Linked DNA regions of Gossypium arboreum: region 2 is linked to region 1. The links are chromatin contacts, called in public Hi-C maps. All regions are on one chromosome and are shown on one strand. The core of a region is the stretch at or near the end of the contact, and the rest is flanking DNA. Distances in the headings are between cores, read along the strand shown. Region 1 holds the start of LOC108460409. Region 2 holds the start of LOC108459330 (F-box protein SKIP14-like).

Region 1 (3,146 bases), core at 276-2,775:
TTGCAAACAATAGAACTCGGTCATGAAATTGAAGGAACTATAAAACAGTAAATCAGATATTGAAAAATAACAAGGGTAAGGGGATAAAAAGACAATGTGTTTTTGCAGCTACCTTAGTGGGGCTACCCGTTAGGTAAGCCAATTCATCATCTGACCATAGAAGTGGAGATTCCACAGCCAGCTGGCCCCTTCCACGTTGGCGATCAAGCTCTCTAATATATGGATACCAGAATGATTTCTTTCCTTGCTTCTTCTCATACATTAAGTACAAAGCTAAGCATGCCAATTCTGACAACTTGTTTGTTGTCAAAAGTTCCGCTGTATAAATTAGAAAAGGTCAGGGTAATTACACAACTAAATTAAGTGCAAAAAAGACAAAAAAAATTCTGAACATAGATGCTCCATTAAGTGCTGCAAAGAAATGGAATCCTACTCTACATTGCTTATCTCCTCCTCTAATCAGTCAACATTTACCACAACGCTATAGAAGTGTAGGTGGACAAACAAATCTCTACAATATCTAGATTTGCAAGTTAGAAATATACACGGCAGACTAGGAACAAAAATGCAGAGAAACAGCTGTAACTACGGTCTAAACTACTATTTAAGTCCGTAATACCCTTTGCCAATTCGAAGAAAATTACCAAGATATTTCATGTATACACAAAAACTCCTCATATAAATCAAGTTTCGGGTATTGAAAGGAATATCCATTGCTATATGAAATCTTCAACATCTTATATAATGCACCTTACCAACAGTCTCGTTTCCCAGCACTCTCTCAAGCGTTACAACCAATGAATTCGGCACCGAAAAAGCCTCGTCACCCGCCTACATAACCAAGAACAAAGAACCCAAAAAAAAAATGGCAATTTTGACAGGATCCCAGAACAGAATACGCCAAACAGAACCAAATAATTTAAGCCATTTTAATTACCCGAAGATCCTCACAGGCAGCGACGTAATGTATAGGTCTATGCTTCTCATCATAAGAAGGCCTCTCTTTGAGAACAACTTTACAGGGTGGCAAGCCATTTTTGTGCATCCAAGATTTCAAGTCCCCAAATTCAGCATCTTTCTTGCTGCTAACTTCTTTTCCGGAACCAGTCACAAGGGTATCAGAAGTTGAGGCCAGACAAAGATTGTTCCTTTTTCTAGAAAAGAATCTGGGGTTAGGGTTCTTGGAGGATGGAAGTGAAAGGTGAGGCAAAGCAGACAAATTGAATTTGTTATGCAAACAAGTGAGCTCCATTAAGGAAGCTGCTTGAAAGAAACTGGAGAAGCGAGAAGAAGGCTGAGGTTTGTAACTTTTCTTGAAGATATTATTTTTGGGGAAGGGAAGGGATAAGAGAAGAAGAGTGGGGTCTCGACTGGGGTATACTTGGATTGTATTGGCTTAGGGGCAAACAAAAATCAGGGTGTTTTTATGTGAATTACGAAGAAACTGTGGTATTTTGATCTTGATTTCTACCGATTTCTTAGAGTTGAAAGTTGGTAGCCTCTTTATGCATTTCCTAAGCATGATATTTCCTTTAAACCTATTTTTTCTCTAAATTATTGTAGAATTACTGTAACAACAATGTCAAACTTGTCGATATATTTCTTTTTTATATATGGTTAAGCATCTTTTATTTCCTGTTAGTTTTGAGAATTTGAATTAATCCTTCTTATGATCTTAGTTTACAGCAAGTAGCATACACTATAATTATTTAACCACAAGCATCAACTCAAATCACAAATGCTAATTAGATTTTCGTGAGAAAACTTTTTATCAATAATAAAGCCTCAAGCGTGTTTGTATGAACTGTTGGAATTACTTCAACTTTGGAGACCCTACTCTTTGTAGGTGATTTCTAGTATTCAAACCATTTTCACATCAACAGAGCTGCCTCTTCCTCAGGTTCCTTGTTTTTGTTCTTGTTCTGTTCTTTCCCACTAGCATGAAATTTGTAATTCACTTACTATGAAAATGCTTCATCCTCAGCCTCAGCCTCCGTGAATCGGGAGGTTGTTCAAACTGTTCCATTGCTACACTTAACTATCTAAACTAGTCTCAACTTCAATTATTAGAAAAATGAGAAAAATACAGCAAGGGCAAGAAGTAGTTATATGGAAATCAATTGAATCTATTCAAGTAATGTGCAAAAGCTAGTCTTCCATCACTCTGTTCAATAATATCTCTTGCAAGAGCAAACACATCCCATAGATTAAGTGAACAAAACTACTTCAGAAAATTTGCCACCTCTTTTAACAACTCAGAGCCATTTGAACATATATTGGTATGTCTAGCATCTTTCTAGTTGTCATTTACCGCTCTCAAATATTAAACCTCTGAGGAACACTGTCAAAGTCATCAAAGTCGAACCTTTGTCGCTCTCTCCCAGCCTGGACACAGAAAGGTATTGTATAGTTACAAATCAATGGTTCTTAAACATATTAACTAAAACAATTTGATGAATGGAAATGGCAGGCTCACTTTTCCTAGATACAATGGATCACATGAAATGAGTTCATCCATGGCAGTCAGCTTCTTTGAGAGGGTCATCAACCTGTAATGGAACACCAGAAAAAAGGGGGAGAAAATCATTTGATAAAGCTTTGTTTATAATTGAAAGTGCCAAACAAATAATCACCAGTGCCCACTAAATATCTATATGATCAATAACATTATGCGTTGCAACTCTTTCTAATGAACCATTGCTCACCCACTCTGGATTTTTGTTATTGTTAGGACATTTTGTTAATTCCCTGAGTAGGTATCACTTGAATCAAGAACTCAAATCCTATCAGGATTTTTGTATTGTAGATTGTTATAAATTATACTAAATGCCAATCTTGAAAAAGTACTATTTCTAAACAAGTATGTTCATAGGCAATAGAAAATTATCTATTCAAGCAAAACAAGATAGCAGTGTCTATTCTATAGAGTGTACCTTAGGATCGATAAGTCAATATGCTCTATCATTTCACAGGTCTTATATAGTTCAGGATCCTCTAGGAATCTAACCATCCCATCCTTCTGGTTGATTGTTGCATATATCTCACCATCTTGGATCTGAAGTTTGACATGAACATGTCAACAGTGGAAATATGAAACAGATGATATGAAGCTTTACCCTTAATTAACTAAAACAGAAGATCCAACA
Region 2 (3,146 bases), core at 319-2,818, 150 kb before region 1:
AGCCTAGGAACATTTTACCTTGCCTATTTGAAGTGTGTACCTTACATATTTTGTGTATAGAATAGGATTCTATATCCCTTTTTGAATCCAATTTGGAACATTTTATGAAGGATGTTTCCTTGTGATGGGGGGAAGTAATGTGCGTCTCATTTTAGGGTATGGCATCAGGTTGGCTTGACCATAGAAATATACAACTGTTCCAAACCTGTTTACTTAAGCAACCCTTTGCCGTTTGCAAGAAATCAATAGCTCCACATTCAAACAACTTTTATCCTTAAAAGAGTTTTTCACCTTGGAAAAATATAGGGGAGAAAGGTAGGATGGGCAAGGCAAAGAAAACCTAGAAAGGCAGGTAAACAAGATGTGAAGCCTTAAGTGTGTGTGATGAAAGTTTTCTTTTATTAGCCACACATCTCTCCCAAATTCCCTCAAATTGAACCTTTTTCACTTTACTTGTGCCACCCAATATACCAAAACAACCTTTATACACTAACCCCTCTTTTTGCTCATGTAAACATCAAAAATACCATTTCAATAAATCATGATTGATGACCAAAATGGATTTTATATCCCAACGGGATTATGAAAGTAATTAAAAACCAAAAAGAAACCATGTTTCTAACATAAGACTAATTAATGCTTTAGAGATTGTAAAATAAATTCAACCAATCTTAAATTTTATTTTTATTTTTATTTTTGAATTTCGTGAACAGAAAATCAAAAGTGGATTAGATAAAATGTCGATGTCTTTGTGTACCTTTCTCGTTTTCCTTTACCTTTGTTTTTAAAAATTTTCAAATAATTGAAATAGTATTTTTAATTATAATTAAAAAGTTAAACATTATTTATTTACACTAACTATTCATACAATTTTTAAATAATAAATTCTCATAAAACTAAAACTATCGCAATCCCTTTTTTCTTTTCAAACCAACCACGCTTTTTTTAACACTTCAATTTTTTTAAAATTATTTTAATCATTCGTTTATTTTCTTCCTTCTTTTAAAACTTAAATTTTATTTTTTATCAAATCATCCAAAATAAATTAAAATATCAACTTTGTTGATGTAAATATACTGCGTGAATTGTCACACTAACAATTAATTGGGCCTTTTAAAATTCAAAGAATTTAAATAATATAGAAAGTCATTAAAATTATTTATTTTTTGTAAAAATATTAAAATTAATTAATTCTTGATGTGACAATTTATGTCAACAAAGTTAACATCTGTTAACTCTTTTTATCCATTTTGGGCAAATGCAAACCCAATTTTCTTTTTGAGGGTCGAAATTAAATTATAAAATTTTAATAGATTAAAATATAATTTTATTATGTATTAATTTATAATTCTAATGTTTTTAAGACACTAAATAGAATTTTTTTCTTATTTAAGAGATTAAAATATAATTTTATTTTTTATTTTAAGGATCAAACTCAAAGCCGTAAATAAATCATAAATCATTATTTTTTTTTAATTGCAAAAAGGTTTGTGTTACTAATTAATAAAAGCAAAATGAATTGTTAAAATTATAAAAAACTCCAATTCACTAAAAAAAATTATATACACTTTTAAAAAAAAGAATTTGAAAGTCACCACCTAAATAAACTCCTCCAATTGGCCTGGAATCTTGTTTCCCATTCCTTCTTGCTCTCCTTTGTCCCCTATTTTTGGCCAACTCTGTTTATTTTCCTCTGTTCTTTGCCCTTTTAACTTTTCTTCCCCATTCTCTTTCTTTCTGCATTGCTCTTTGCATGAACCAAAAAAATAAAGTTTGGTCAAAAACCTTTTGATTCTTTTATCTCCTCGGTTAGATTCTTTCACATTAAGATATTTTTTCCCTTTCAGGTCCCTTGTCCTTCTTTACTTCTTTGCCATTCTTTCAAAGTTTCAACTTTTGCCTCCAAATTCACAAAACAAGGTAAAAAAAAAAAAATCTTTTTTGAGCTTAATTTGGCTCCTTTCATTTTTTTTTTTTACAAGAAACTCTATAGAATTTCTGGTGTATTTTACTTTTTTTAGGTCTGGTTTGACACCTGAAATAATGGGTTATCTTGTTTTTCCTTGTTTAACTTATATATATATACATATATATAGTTTGGTTTAGAATCATGTTATTTGTTTCAATTGTTGGCTGAGTTCAGGGTTCTTTTTTTTTTTTTTCCTTAGATGTGTTGGTGATTGAAGACAATAAAAAATGGCATTGAAGTGGGATGATATTGGGAACTCGTTGAGTTATTGGAGTTGCAATTGGGATGTGGAAAATGATCATTTTAGTGGAAGTGAATCAAAAGGCTTTTCTGAGGCTGTTAATGATGATATTGTTGATAGACTGCCTGCAGATCCATTTGGGATGGAAATAAGGTCTACTTTTGCTGCAGCAATCACAGGTTGGATTCATGATGTTGAGAATGAATTGGGGTCAGATTTATGTGTGTTTGGCATGCAAGATGGTGATGAAAATAAGATTACTGATCATCACCGTTTGTTGAAGGGTCTAAATTGGGTTTGGAATGGGACCATGAGTTTCCAACAGGAAGAAGGCAATTCAAGTTTTTCTGGATTTGGTTCAGAAGATGATGATAAAAACATTGATGATGATCAATCATCTTTCTTTAAAGGTAATCATCGAGTTCGAAATGGAACCCTGAGTTTCCAACAGGAGGAAGGTACCTTTCAAGTTGATGAAATATCAATCCCAAATGAATTTATTGATGGATTTGGGATTGGTAATGGACTTCCCAATGGAGGTTTTATATTCAATGATGAAGGTAATAGGTTGGAGGGCTGCAATGGAGTTTCTTGTGATGATAGTGAAGGAGATGCTCCAAATAATGCTTTGTTTTTCACCCTTGGTTATCTTGGTGTTAAGGATCTCCTTGTAATGGAAAGGGTCTGTATATCTTTAAGGGATGCTGTTAGAAATGATCCTCTCCTTTGGAGGAACATTCATATTGAAGATTCGTTGAGTAAGAAAATTACCGATGATGCTCTTTTAAAATTAACTAGCAGGGCTCAAGGCACTATTGAATGCTTGAGTCTGGTGGGGTGCAAAATGATCACTGATGACGGTTTGAAACGCGTGCTTGAAAGCAATTCCAAGCTCAGTAAGGTTAGTATTGCAGTGCAAGTTGATGTTATTAAGTC

Evidence for each region. A called contact is a pair of places that touch in the nucleus more often than the background predicts.
Region 2: a contact with region 1 is called in a Hi-C map of leaf, with 5 times the contacts expected there. The contact joins the promoter of LOC108459330 here to the promoter of LOC108460409 in region 1. A contact is called at or near these places in 2 of 5 Hi-C or Micro-C datasets (both in leaf).

The regions. Positions count from the first base shown.
Region 1 is chr4:24,748,329-24,751,474 of ASM2569848v2, reverse strand. LOC108460409 reads right to left here and starts at 1,525. Exons shown (of 12, transcript XM_017759895.2): 1 at 938-1,525; 2 at 756-831; 3 at 113-318. The coding sequence starts at 1,252. It overlaps LOC108460410 (COP9 signalosome complex subunit 3), which reads right to left. Exons shown (of 11, transcript XM_017759896.2): 9 at 2,934-3,055; 10 at 2,477-2,549; 11 at 2,106-2,385. The coding sequence ends at 2,317.
Region 2 is chr4:24,899,455-24,902,600 of ASM2569848v2, reverse strand. It overlaps LOC108459330 (F-box protein SKIP14-like), which reads left to right and starts at 1,568. Exons shown (of 3, transcript XM_017758684.2): 1 at 1,568-1,920; 2 at 2,169-3,111. The coding sequence starts at 2,197. LOC128291823 (a long non-coding RNA gene) reads left to right here. Exons shown (of 4, transcript XR_008281754.1): 4 at 1-109.